Linked DNA regions of Oryctolagus cuniculus: region 1 is linked to region 2. Evidence: chromatin contacts called from public Micro-C data. All regions are on one chromosome and are shown on one strand. The core of a region is the stretch at or near the end of the contact, and the rest is flanking DNA. Distances in the headings are between cores, read along the strand shown. Region 1 holds the start of CRKL (CRK like proto-oncogene, adaptor protein). Region 2 holds the start of UBE2L3 (ubiquitin conjugating enzyme E2 L3).

Region 1 (5,910 bases), core at 2,128-4,627, 460 kb after region 2:
GGCTTTGACCACAATGTTTGCATAGTAATCATAAGGTGTGTTCAGTTTTTGTTCTACTCTGTTTATTTATTTTTGTAAAGATTATTTATTTGAAAGGCAGAGTTACAGAGAGAAAAGGAAAGACAGATAGTGATCTGCTGATCTTCTATCTGCTGGTTTACTTCCCAAACAGCGGCAATGGCTGGGGCTGAGCCAGGCCAAAGTCAGGATCCTGGAGCTTCTTCCAGGTCTCCTACATGGGGACAGCAGCCTGAGCACTTGGGCCATCTGCTGCTGCTTTCCCAGGCACATTAGCAGGGAGCTGGATCAGAAGCAGAGCACCCTGGTCTTGAACCAGTGCCCATAGGTATGCCGGCATCACAGGTGGTGGCTTTAGGTGGCCCGGCGCCACAATGCCGGCCCTGTGTTCTTCGTCTTAGAATATACATGTTTGGAGTCACCGGTGAGATCACCCCCTAATGTGTTTATGATGATTACTAGTCTGTCAGAGAAGCCGCTACACAGGCGAAGGGCTGAGCCTATTCTACACTTGGAGGCTGGAGCAAGATGTTACACAAAGAGGCTGAGAACGTATATTTGGAGATGTAAAGAAAAATCATGTTAATGTCACCAGCGTTTAAAAAAAACAAGTTTTTCCGGCCGGCGCCGCGGCTCACTAGGCTAATCCTCCGCCTAGCGGCGCCGGCACACCGGGTTCTAGTCCCGGTCGGGGCGCTGGATTCTGTCCCGGTTGCCCCTCTTCCAGGCCAGCCCTCTGCTGTGGCCAGGGAGTGCAGTGGAGGATGGCCCAGGTGCTTGGGCCCTGCACCCCATGGGAGACCAGGAAAAGCACCTGGCTCCTGGCTCCTGCCATCGGATCATCGCGGTGCGCCGGCCGCAGCGCGCCAGCCGCGTCGGCCATTGGAGGGTGAACCAACGGCAAAGGAAGACCTTTCTCTCTGTCTCTCTCTCTCACTGTCCACTCTGCCTGTCAAAAAAAAAAAAAAAACACCAAGTTTTTCCAAAAGAGGAAGTTTTCAATATAAACATAGGGCCAAGCAGATCAAGGGTAATGATATTTTCAAAGGAGATCACTATTGACCCTTAAAAACCTAGCCAAGCACTATTTCTAAGCTCTTTCCATACATTAGCTTAATACAGCTGCTTCTACCCAGGAGGTAAGTGCAATCATGATTCCTTTATTTTATTTTATTTTATTTTATTTTATTTTATTTTGACAGGCAGAGTGGACAGTGAGAGAGAGAGACAGAGAGAAAGGTCTTCCTTTGCCGTTGGCCACCACGGCCGGCGCACCACACTGATCCGAAGCCAGGAGCAAGGTGCTTCTCCTGGTCTCCCATGGGGTGCAGGGCCCAAGCACTTGGGCCATCCTCCACTGCACTCCCGGGCCACAGCAGAGAGCTGGCCTGGAAGAGGGGCAACCGAAACAGAATCTGGTGCCCCGACCGGGACTAGAACCTGGTGTGCCGGCGCCGCAAGGTGGAGGATTGGCCTAGTGAGCCGCGGCGCTGGCCCCTTAATTTTATTTTTTTAGATTTATTTGAGAGAGAGAGAGAGGGAGGGAGGGAGAAGGTCTTTGATTTGCTGGCTCACTCCCCAAATGCCTGCAACAGCCTGGGCTGCACCAGGCCGAAGCCGGGTACATGGGACTTCATCCAGATCTCTCACATGGGTGGCAGGGTCCCAAGTACTCGGGCCATATCTGCTGCTTTACCAGGCGCATTAGCAGGGAGCTGGATGGGAAGCAGTCCCCCATTAGCTGGGACGTGAACCTAACAGCAGCTTAACCCACTGGGCCACACTCCTATCACTCCCATTTTGTTTTCAAGATTTATTTTATGTATTTGAAAGACAGAGTTACAGAGAGAGGTAGAGACAAAGGGAGAGGTCTTCCATCCGCTGGTTCAATCCCCAGATGGCTGCAACAGCCAGAGCTGTGCCAATCCGAAGCCAAGAGCCAGGCACTTCTTCCGGGTCTCCCACGTGGGTGCAGGGGCCCAAGGACTTGAATCATCTTCTACTGGTTTCCCAGGCCATAGCAGAGACCCGGATCAGAAGTGAAGCAGCCGGGACTCGAACCGGTGCCCATATGGGATGGCAGTGCTTCAGCCCAGGCTTTAACCCGCTGAGCCACAGTGCTGGCCCCTACCACTTCCATTTTATAGATGAGGCACATTATTAAGTAACTGGCCCAAGGGCACCCAGATAGTCAACTGACTAAGCCAGGATTCAAACCCAGGCAGTCAGCTTCAGGTCCTGTGCTTTTTTCAAATCGCACCTGAGCCAGCACATCTCTGGAGAAGATGAAAACCTACTTATCCAGAGTCACAAAAAGCGATAGATTTTCACATTCGGCTGGGCCTAGGGTGGACCCTACAACCTAGGTCACGTTCAGCTTGCTGCGGGAGAGACGGGCAGAGAGGCGCCAACCGCTAAGTATGGTCTACCTGCAATGTCCTTAGCAAGGAAATCCAAGTTTGCTTCTCTCTACTCAGCCATGCTTTCTGCGGCCAATTCCGAGGGCACACGCACCCTGACGACTTTTCTCAACAGTCACTCACTTAACAAATATTTGCGCAGGGACTCAAGGCCAGACATTGTGCAAGGCAGACAAGACAAAGGTGAACCAAGACAGACGAGATCTCTGCTCTCTTAAAAACATACTTCTCGTGGAGGATGCAGGGGGAGGGAACAGGCTTGGGAGGGCATGGCTGGAGCTGGGTAAGCAAGGGGCGCGCCGGGGGGCGGGTGAGTCTTGGGAGATTAATTTGGAGGGGCTGGCGGAATCCGGAGCGGAGGGAGCCCTCAGGGCCACGCCCGAGAGGCATTTTCCTTGCAGCCACTCAGAGCCCGTGGCTGCGGTTGTCCTAGCCCACTTAACCCCGGGTCAATCCAACCTTCATACCCCCTATTGATATCAATCAGGACACTTAGCCACCTGGAGTCCCTCGGCCTTTCAGGTCACCTAGGGCCTGCGTCATCCACTCGCCTCCAGGACTCATCCTCTGGCCGGGCTCCCTCGGGCCGCTTAGACCCGGCCAGGTCACCTCAGTGCCACGCCTCCATGGCCCGCGATTCGCCCGGCACGTTACGCTTTGTTTCCCAGAAGCAGGTTTTCAACCCGCCGCTCCCTCCTCAGCTCCAGCTGTTTTCCTGCCAGCGCTGGGAGGCCCAGCGGCCGCAGCGCCCCCGGCGGCGGAGGACCGAGGCCCAGGAAGGGAGTGCCCGCCGCCCCCCACCTCCTCAGCCTCCTCCCGGAACGCGGGAGCGGGCGCGAGCGGCGCGCGCCCGGACCGCCCCGACCGTGCTCCTGATTGGCTGTGACCCGTGACGTCACGGGGAGGGCCTCGGCGGCCGCAGGGAGCCGGAGCTCCCGCGCGTGCGCAGACGGAGCGCGCTGAGCGGAGGGGGGTGGTGGCCGGTCGCTTGTCCCGCGTCCGCCATTTTGTTGCTGTGGCTATTGGGAACGGGCTGGTCCAAACTGCCCCGGAGGCACGAAGCTCTCTGGAGTCCGGTGCTTCGTGTGACGGCGTGGGGGGTCCGTGAAGACTTGTGGGGCTGCGGAGCCGGTGCGTTCTAGGCCGGGAGTCACCGGAGCCACCCCCTCCCGGCCCCGGGACGCCAGGCAGCCAGATAACCCCGGGGCGGCCTCCGCTGCGGCTCGGCGTCGCCCGCCCAAGGCTCTGCCCCGCATCCCCCCGGGCCGGCTCTCTGTGTGAGGCGGCCTCGGAGCAGGCGGGCGGCGGCAGAGGATGCTGCGGGCCCGGAGCCCAGAGAAAGGTGCTGGCCGGGCCGTGTGAGCGCGCTCCGCGGTGTGCCCAGAGGCCCTGCCTCGGCCCCAGCGCCGTCTGCCGAGCTTCCAGGCTTCCAGGGCAGGCGAGAGCAGCCGCCACCCCGCCGTCGGCCCGACACCATGTCTTCGGCCAGGTTCGACTCCTCAGACCGCGCCTCCTGGTACATGGGGCCGGTGTCTCGCCAGGAGGCGCAGACCCGGCTCCAGGGCCAGCGCCACGGCATGTTCCTGGTGCGCGACTCCTCCACCTGCCCCGGGGATTACGTGCTCTCGGTGTCGGAGAACTCGCGGGTCTCCCACTATATCATCAACTCGCTGCCCAACCGCCGCTTTAAGATCGGGGACCAGGAGTTCGACCACTTGCCGGCCCTGCTGGAGTTCTACAAGATCCACTACCTGGACACCACCACCCTCATCGAGCCCGCGCCCAGGTAACGCGAGCTGCCGCCCTTCCCCGGCGCGCGACCCCCGCCACCGCCGAGGAGGGAGGGGAGGGCATGTCCGGGTGAGGGGCTGGAGCCCGGTCCTCCCCAGCCCTCAATCCAGAACCGCATTGTTCCCCAGAAGGCGTTCCGAACGGGAACGGTTAGTGTCAGGATCTGGGTCACTGGATCAGAGGGCTGCGTGTAAAATCGCGGGAGCGGCGATCGTATAGCTGAAACTCACGCCTTTTGTCATGTTTTCTGCAGTACTAATGGGGTTTTATTTATTTGTTCTTAAAATTTTTTTTTGGGGGGGGTGGGACCATAAACTGCTTTTGAGAATTTGAAGATAGCCAGAGGGTGTCTCCACCCGCCAGAAAGTGCCGGTACACGGAGGTTCACCCCTTGCAGATCTCCAGGTTAAGAACCCCTGGGCTGCAGCCCTTGGGTAGTCGCCAAATGAAAATGCTTTAGCGTTTAGCAGCACAAACCTGTAACTGAAAGAAGTGTCGGCTGATGGTCTGGTGCCAAGTTTGAAGCAGCCCAGACACACCTGTTTCACCTTACATGAATGACAAAGAAAAGAGAAAGTGCGACGCCTTCAGCGAGGGCTTTTTGGGGGGGGGGGGAGTTGGGGGGTTGTACCCTCTCCTCAGGTGGATCATTCAATAGGCTCACGCCTTAGTTTCTGTTTTTTAAAGACAAGAACCCGCAGTGACATTACCGAGCATAATGCGCTATTTTATTTGATTGTTTTCTTTAATTGGTTTAAGCGGGTTTTTTTAGCGGTTTATTTTGTTTAAAATTATGCCAAATTGGAATTGAAAAAATTGCCTAGATTTTTTTTCAAAGGATGTTTCACTGCTCAGTTGGTTTCCTAAAACATCTGTTTAAAAAGAACGGGATGTTGATGTAGTTTTTTTCCTGGAGTGAGGTGTTCCTGACTTTATAGATTGCCTAATGACAAGGTATTGTGCTAAACTTAAAACATTAAGAGCTATTATAATTAATTAAAAACACCAACTGAATGCATAAGTGTTGCTTCTGTGAAATAGAGAAGAAAGCAAGCCACAGTGGTATATTGACTGTAAGATTACTTAGCTAAGAGAGAAAGTCATATAAATCAAATACCGTATAACAAAGGCCACGACGCCAAGAATCTCATTGGTCAGACTCCAAATCCTAACCTGCTAGGAGATAAAGTCCGAACGAGTGTCATTCCAGTGTAAGAGGTGGATGCGAACCTTACCACTGTAATATGGTATTTGTAATACAAGTAAATCCCTTCTCTAGTTTGTACAAGTAAACTGCCTCTATGAAGCTGTATTGTGTGGTTATAACGAGGGGACAGTTGCTGTAATACAGCTGTTGGTTTGAAAAAGTGTGAGTTAATGGGTGAGCTTCCACCAGAGGGAGAGAAGGAAGTACGCTATGGTGGGCTTCCCACTCCCCACAAAACCCAGATTTCCCATAGGCATCTTCCCAGCGTCGGCGCTCTCATCCATGCCTTACGCCTCTGTACCTTTGGTTGTTCATTGACAGACTCCACCCACGCTCCACCTATTGAAATCCTACCTGTTGTCAGTCCCCTCACAAATAATAGGGTGTTTCGCCCTGATCCTCCCCCTCACAATCCACTTATATAACTCTTTCTCTTTCTCTGTGCCCTCTGCCCATGGTTGCTGTTTTTTCCTG
Region 2 (5,636 bases), core at 528-3,027:
GGCCTGCCTAGTAAGAGGTTAGGATTAACTGCTGAGGTCACTAAACCCACAGAGGTCTTTTTAACAAGAGCGAAAGGGTCAAATATTTGCTGGGGGGGGGCACTCTGGTGCCCATAAAGAGAAGGGTCGATGCAGAGCGCTGGGGAGGGCACCTGGGAGACACAGGTATGGTTGCCAGTCATCTCAATGAGATGAGCAAGCAACGTACGCACGCGAGACATTTATTCCCGAAGTTCAAGCCCAGGGTTTCCCCGATGACAGCATCTGGGAGTAGGATGGCGGATGGCGGGGGTCTGCGCTCTCCTGAGCTCCCTTTGCGCTAACACTCTGTTTTATAAAGAGTTACCCGTCCTCTCTGGCCCTCGGTGAACAAAAGACGGAGGGGCACTCTCACTCAGCCAGAGGGCTGAAAGGCTGGGACCCCCCAAGCCCAACCACGGGTCTGCCAAGGACCACACTGTTTTCCCTTTCAGGTCTTCTTTTTTATTATTGATTTTTTTTAATCATTTCCGGCCCTGTGCACCCCCTACAGCCGAATCACAAACGTGGGCAGGGGTCGGCGAGATCCCACCGTCCCCTCCCCCTCCCCCGGCCAAAGAACTCAGCCCATTTCACAGCTGTGAAGCCTCACCGAAGGAGAGCCCCTTAGCGAGCAGGCAACCCGGCCGCATTCAAGATCCAAAGTACGTGTACCAAGTTGTTGTTGTTATTTTTTTTTCTAAATAAACTTTGGCCCGGCTTGATTCCAACGGCTCAAGCCAACCACCTCCCTCCCCGCCCCCACCCCAACCCCCCAAAAAAATGCCATTTTGCTTCCTAGGGGCGGGGGGGGGGGAGGAGACCGTGATGACTAAGAGGTGGACAGGGAAGCAACCGGGGAGGGGACAGAACCACACGGCGAGCAGGGCGCCCACCGCACGCCTTCCCGGAGTTGGAACTTGCCCGCTGTGTGGTCCCGCAGTCACAAGGAGACAGCGTGCTGGGACCCTGCGCAATCTTCACCGGCCCACCGACAACCTGACCTTAACTTTGGCAGCGCGGCGGCCTCCTTCCGTCCCCAGTCCGAGCTCACACGCACCCCCCCACACCCTTTCCCGGGCCTCCCAAGCTGCGGGCCGCCCAAGCGGGTCTCCCAGCCCAGAGCGTGGCGGCCCAGGGCGCGGCGGCTCGGGCCCTCGGCCGGGGCTCCGGCGCCGGGGCCTCCCCCCGCGGCCGCCCGGTTTGGGGCCTTCCTGACCCGGCACCCGCCATGAACGGCGCCCCCGGCCCGGTCCGCGGCCTCCGCGAGGGAGCTGGGGGAGGCGGGGAAGACGCCGCGCTGGATCCGGGGAACCAGGCCGGCGTGGACGCCCCCAGCCCCCGAGGGCCAAACCCAGGAGCCGGCGGCGGCGGCGGTGGCGGCTCCCCGCGCGGCCTGGCGCTCCCGCCCAGGCTGCGGCCTAGGCGTCCCCGTTACCTCCCACAACCCGCGAGCGCCGGGGGGGGGGGGGGCCGCCGGCAGGGGCCACGCAGAGCAGGAGGCCGGGGGGAGACGCCCCCCTCGAGGAACCCAGGCCCGCCGTGGGGGCCGGGGGCCCGGGGCGTCGCTCCCCGCCCGGCCGGCGCCGGAGAATGGCTTTTACCTTCATCAGCCTCCTGCTGGCCGCCATCTTGGACCTGGTGCTGCTGCTTTCCCAGAATGCATCGAGGCCGGCCGGGCGGCTGGAGCCCCCGCACTTCCTGGAGCGGGGGCGGGGCGGGGCGGGGCGCGCGCGCCGCCCGGAGAAGCGCCTACTGTGTGCGGGTCGCCGAGCGGGGCGGGCGTCGGGCAGCACCGGTGCGTCCGGCTGGCCGAGGCCCGGCCGTCGCGGAGGCCAGGACGCGCTGTCAGTCACAAGCCGTGCCTGGCGCATAGTAGGTGCGTGGTAACAAGTCGGTTGCATGTGGTGGGGACCTGCGTTGCTGCGGGCTGTGACGGAGGAGTCCGAAGAAATGGGATAAATAATAGTAATAGCCTATGAGCTGGAACAGAGGAGCTGGTAGGCTCCAGGCAGAAAGATAAGTGGAAATGCTGATTCCCTGATGTTTTCAGTTGGTGCCTGTGTAGAGGAATTGCACTGTGCCTCGTAAAAACAAACATTAAGTTAAAAAGTTAAATAGACATCTTTGAATTTCATTTTTTCATGAACTTATTTTTTTGGGAGACAGAGCTCCCTATCTGTTGGTTGACGCCCCAAATGTCGGCAATGGCATAGGCTGGGTAGGGCAGGAGCTGGGAAACCAACCTAGGTCTCCCACTTGGGTGGCAGGAACTTGGTGACTTGAGCCGTCGAAGCTGCCTGGCAAGGCCTGTATTAGCATTAGCAGGAAGTAGGCGTAGAGGGCCAGGAGTAGGAATCGAAGCCAGGTACACCCATGTGGGATGTCCCTATCTTAGTCACTAGGCTAAATGCCCACTCCACCCCCCCAACCAAAAATAATAAGCACTAATAACGCCCTGGACGCTGAACACCAGGCTCCCTTCTAGTGTTTTCTTTAATCCTTGAAACCACCCTGTGAGATGGTTTTCATTGAACGTCACAGGAAACGGACACAGAGAGGGCCAGTGACTTCTGCAAACACACAGCCAGCTCGAAAGAGAGCCTGGCCCCGTTCCAAGCCGGGCTGCTGGCCCCACAGTCAGTATTCCAGCCAGAGGGGTAGGCAGGAATGGCTGAGGAGGGGGTTGGAGGAGAGGCGATTGAACCAGGAGGGGTGTGGCTGAGACCCAGGGTTGCTTTGTTGTAAGATAATTCATAATTCGGATGCTCAAACGTGGGTTTTAGGGATGATGCGGGTTTGGGATTGGGTGAGTGGGTGGCAGTGGTGTGGGATTGGGCAGGCGGGTGGGTGGCAGTGGTGTGGGGTTGGGTGGTGGTGGTGTGGGATTGGGTGGGTGGATGGCAGTGGTGTGGGGTTGGGTGGGCGGGTGGGTGGCGGTGGTGTGGGGTTGGGTGGTGGTGGTGTGGGATTGGGTGGGTGGATGGCGGTGGTGTGGGGTTGGGTGGGTGGTGGTGGTGTGGGGTTTGGTGGGCGGGTGGGTGGCGGTGGTGTGGGCGGGTGGGTGGTGGTGGTGTGGGGTTGGGTGGGTGGATGGCAGTGGTGTGGGGTTGGGTGGGTGGGTGGCGGTGGTGTGGGGTTGGGTGGGCGGGTGGGTGGCGGTGGTGTGGGGTTGGGTGGTGGTGGTGTGGGATTGGGTGGGTGGATGGCAGTGGTGTGGGGTTGGGTGGGCGGGTGGGTGGCGGTGGTGTGGGGTTGGGTGGGTGGTGGTGGTGTGGGGTTTGGTGGGCGGGTGGGTGGCGGTGGTGTGGGCGGGTGGGTGGTGGTGGTGTGGGGTTGGGTGGGTGGATGGCAGTGGTGTGGGGTTGGATGGATGGGTGGGTGGCAGTGGTGTGGGTTTGGGTGGATGGCAGTGGTGTGGGGTTGGGTGGGTGGGTGGCGGTGGTGTGGGGTTGGTTCGGTGGGTGGGGTGGTGTGGGGTTGGGTGGGTGGGTGGCGGTGGTGTGGGGTTGGGTTGGTGGCGGTGGTGTGGGGTTGGGTGGGTGGATGGCAGGGTGGATGGCAGTGGTGTGGGGTTGGGCGGGTGGGTGGCGGTGGTGTGGGGTTGGGCGGGTGGATGGCAGTGGTGTGGGGTTGGGTGGGTGGGTGGGTGGCGGTGGTGTGTGATCGGGTGGGTGGATGGCGGTGGTGTGGGGTCAGGTGGGCGGGTGGCAGTGGTGTGGGGTCGGGTGGGCGGGTGGCGGTGGTGTGGGGTTGGGTGGGTGGCGGTGGTGTGGGGTTGGGTGGGCGGGTGGCGGTGGCGTGGGATCAGGTGGGTGGATGGCAGTGGCGTGGGGTCGGGTGGGTGGTGGCGGTGGCGTGGGATCGGGTGGGTGGGTGGCGGTGGCGTGGGGTCGGGTGGGTGGGTGGCGGTGGTGTGGGGTCGGGTGGGTGGTGGCGGTGGTGTGGGGTCGGGCGGGTGGGTGGCGGTGGTGTGGGGTCGGGTGGGTGGATGGCGGTGGTGTGGGGTCGGGTGGGTGGGTGGCGGTGGTGTGGGGTTGGGTGGATGGCAGTGGTGTGGGGTTGGGTGGGTGGGTGGCGCTGGTGTGGGTTGGGTGGGTGGGGTGGTGTGGGATTCAGGCAGAGAAGGGCAGGGCTTCAGAACACACTCTGGCCTGTAGGAGCCATTCCCCATGTTCCTGAGAACACTGGGCTTCCTTTTTGAAAGCAGAGAAGGAGAGAGCGTGCTGGCAACAGTCAGGCCCGGAGCAGGATCTGGGCTGCGGCACCACACACGTGTGTGCACCCGGGCCTGCTGTGGAAGGGGCCGGATGACAAGGCACGCGCAGTCAAGATCCGCCTTCCTCTTGCACTGTCCGTCCCCTCCCTATCCCAGGTTTCGCTTTCTGAGGTTTCAGTTTCCCCGCAGACAACCGCGGTCTGCAAATGTTGCATGGAAGTTTCCAGAACCTTTAGTAAGTATGACATAACTTTTATGACCATGTGTGGTCACCATTGTTCCGTTGTGTTTTTGGTAAGATTTATTTCACTTTATTTGAAAGAATGACAGAGAGAGATCTTCCATCCGCTGGTTCACTCCCCCAAATGACTACAGCAGCCATGGCTGGGCCAGAAAGAACCCAGAAGCCTGGAGTTTCATCCGGGTCTCCCACATGGATGTAGGGGCCCAAGCGCTTGGGTTGACTTCCACTGCCTTCCCAGGTGCACTAGCAGGGAGCCGGATGGGAAGCAGAGCAGCCCGGACCCAAACCAGCACCCACATCGGATGCCGGTGTCACAGGCAGCTGCTTTCCCTGCCATGCCATGACGCCAGCCCCTCATTGTTCCATTTTACTGGTAGTTGCGGTTGTTCCTCTTCTTACGGTGCCTAACGTACAGATCAAACTTTATTGTAGATATGTACGTATGGGAGAAAGACAGTATGGTTCAGTCCTATGCTTGGTTCCAGGCACTCCCTAGGGCTCTTGGAAGCGGGAGACTGTACCCGCCCACCCCCACCCAGTGCCAGCCCACTGCGTGTTCAGTAGCTATCTGGCAAATTGAACATGGCCGTGGAAGGCTGGTGATAGACTCCAAGGTTCTACTGTGAGCACAGGGTCTGCCCTTAGCAGGCCCAGATCCAGAAAAGATTTAGAGGGAGCAGCTTTCTTCTGTGGAGAACCCCAAAAAGGAATGCGACCTTTGCCCCGAGGATCTCCAATGCAGGGAAGGAAGCAGAAGTTGTCGCTTTGACCTTGCCACGCTGACCTGAGATCAAGGGTGGCACCGGCTGAGGACACGAAGCTTTGTGGCAGATCCTCCTGCGGGCCCACCAGCATCACCCGGCATGGTGGCTCCCTGGTACCCACTCTGCAGTGGGGAGCAGAGGCCCTGAGCTTCAGGTACTGTGGCTAAGCAAGCACCTGGGAGAACTACTCAGCCCCAGCAGAGAAGCTACCTGGTCCTTGGGGTCCCTCTCCATTGCTCCCCTGTAACAGGCCCAGCTTCTGGTCCCACCAGTGCCCCTCCACTCAGCTGGATCCTGTCCACTCAGACCTGGCCTTTCTGTGAAACCTCACCAAGCCTCCCATCAGAAGTGGCACCCAGGGTAGATGTTTGGCTCAAGAGGGAAGGGGCTG

The links. Hi-C and Micro-C count contacts between places; a contact is called where the count stands out from the background.
Region 1: a contact with region 2 is called in a Micro-C map of ear pinna, with 4 times the contacts expected there. The contact joins the promoter of CRKL here to the promoter of UBE2L3 in region 2. A contact is called at or near these places in 2 of 6 Hi-C or Micro-C datasets (ear pinna and an unstated tissue).

Annotation. Positions count from the first base shown.
Region 1 is chr21:29,677,380-29,683,289 of mOryCun1.1, forward strand. It overlaps CRKL (CRK like proto-oncogene, adaptor protein), which reads left to right and starts at 3,378. Exons shown (of 3, transcript XM_002719717.5): 1 at 3,378-4,224. The coding sequence starts at 3,914.
Region 2 is chr21:29,214,327-29,219,962 of mOryCun1.1, forward strand. It overlaps UBE2L3 (ubiquitin conjugating enzyme E2 L3), which reads right to left and starts at 1,778. Exons shown (of 4, transcript XM_051826744.2): 1 at 1,623-1,778. The coding sequence starts at 1,649.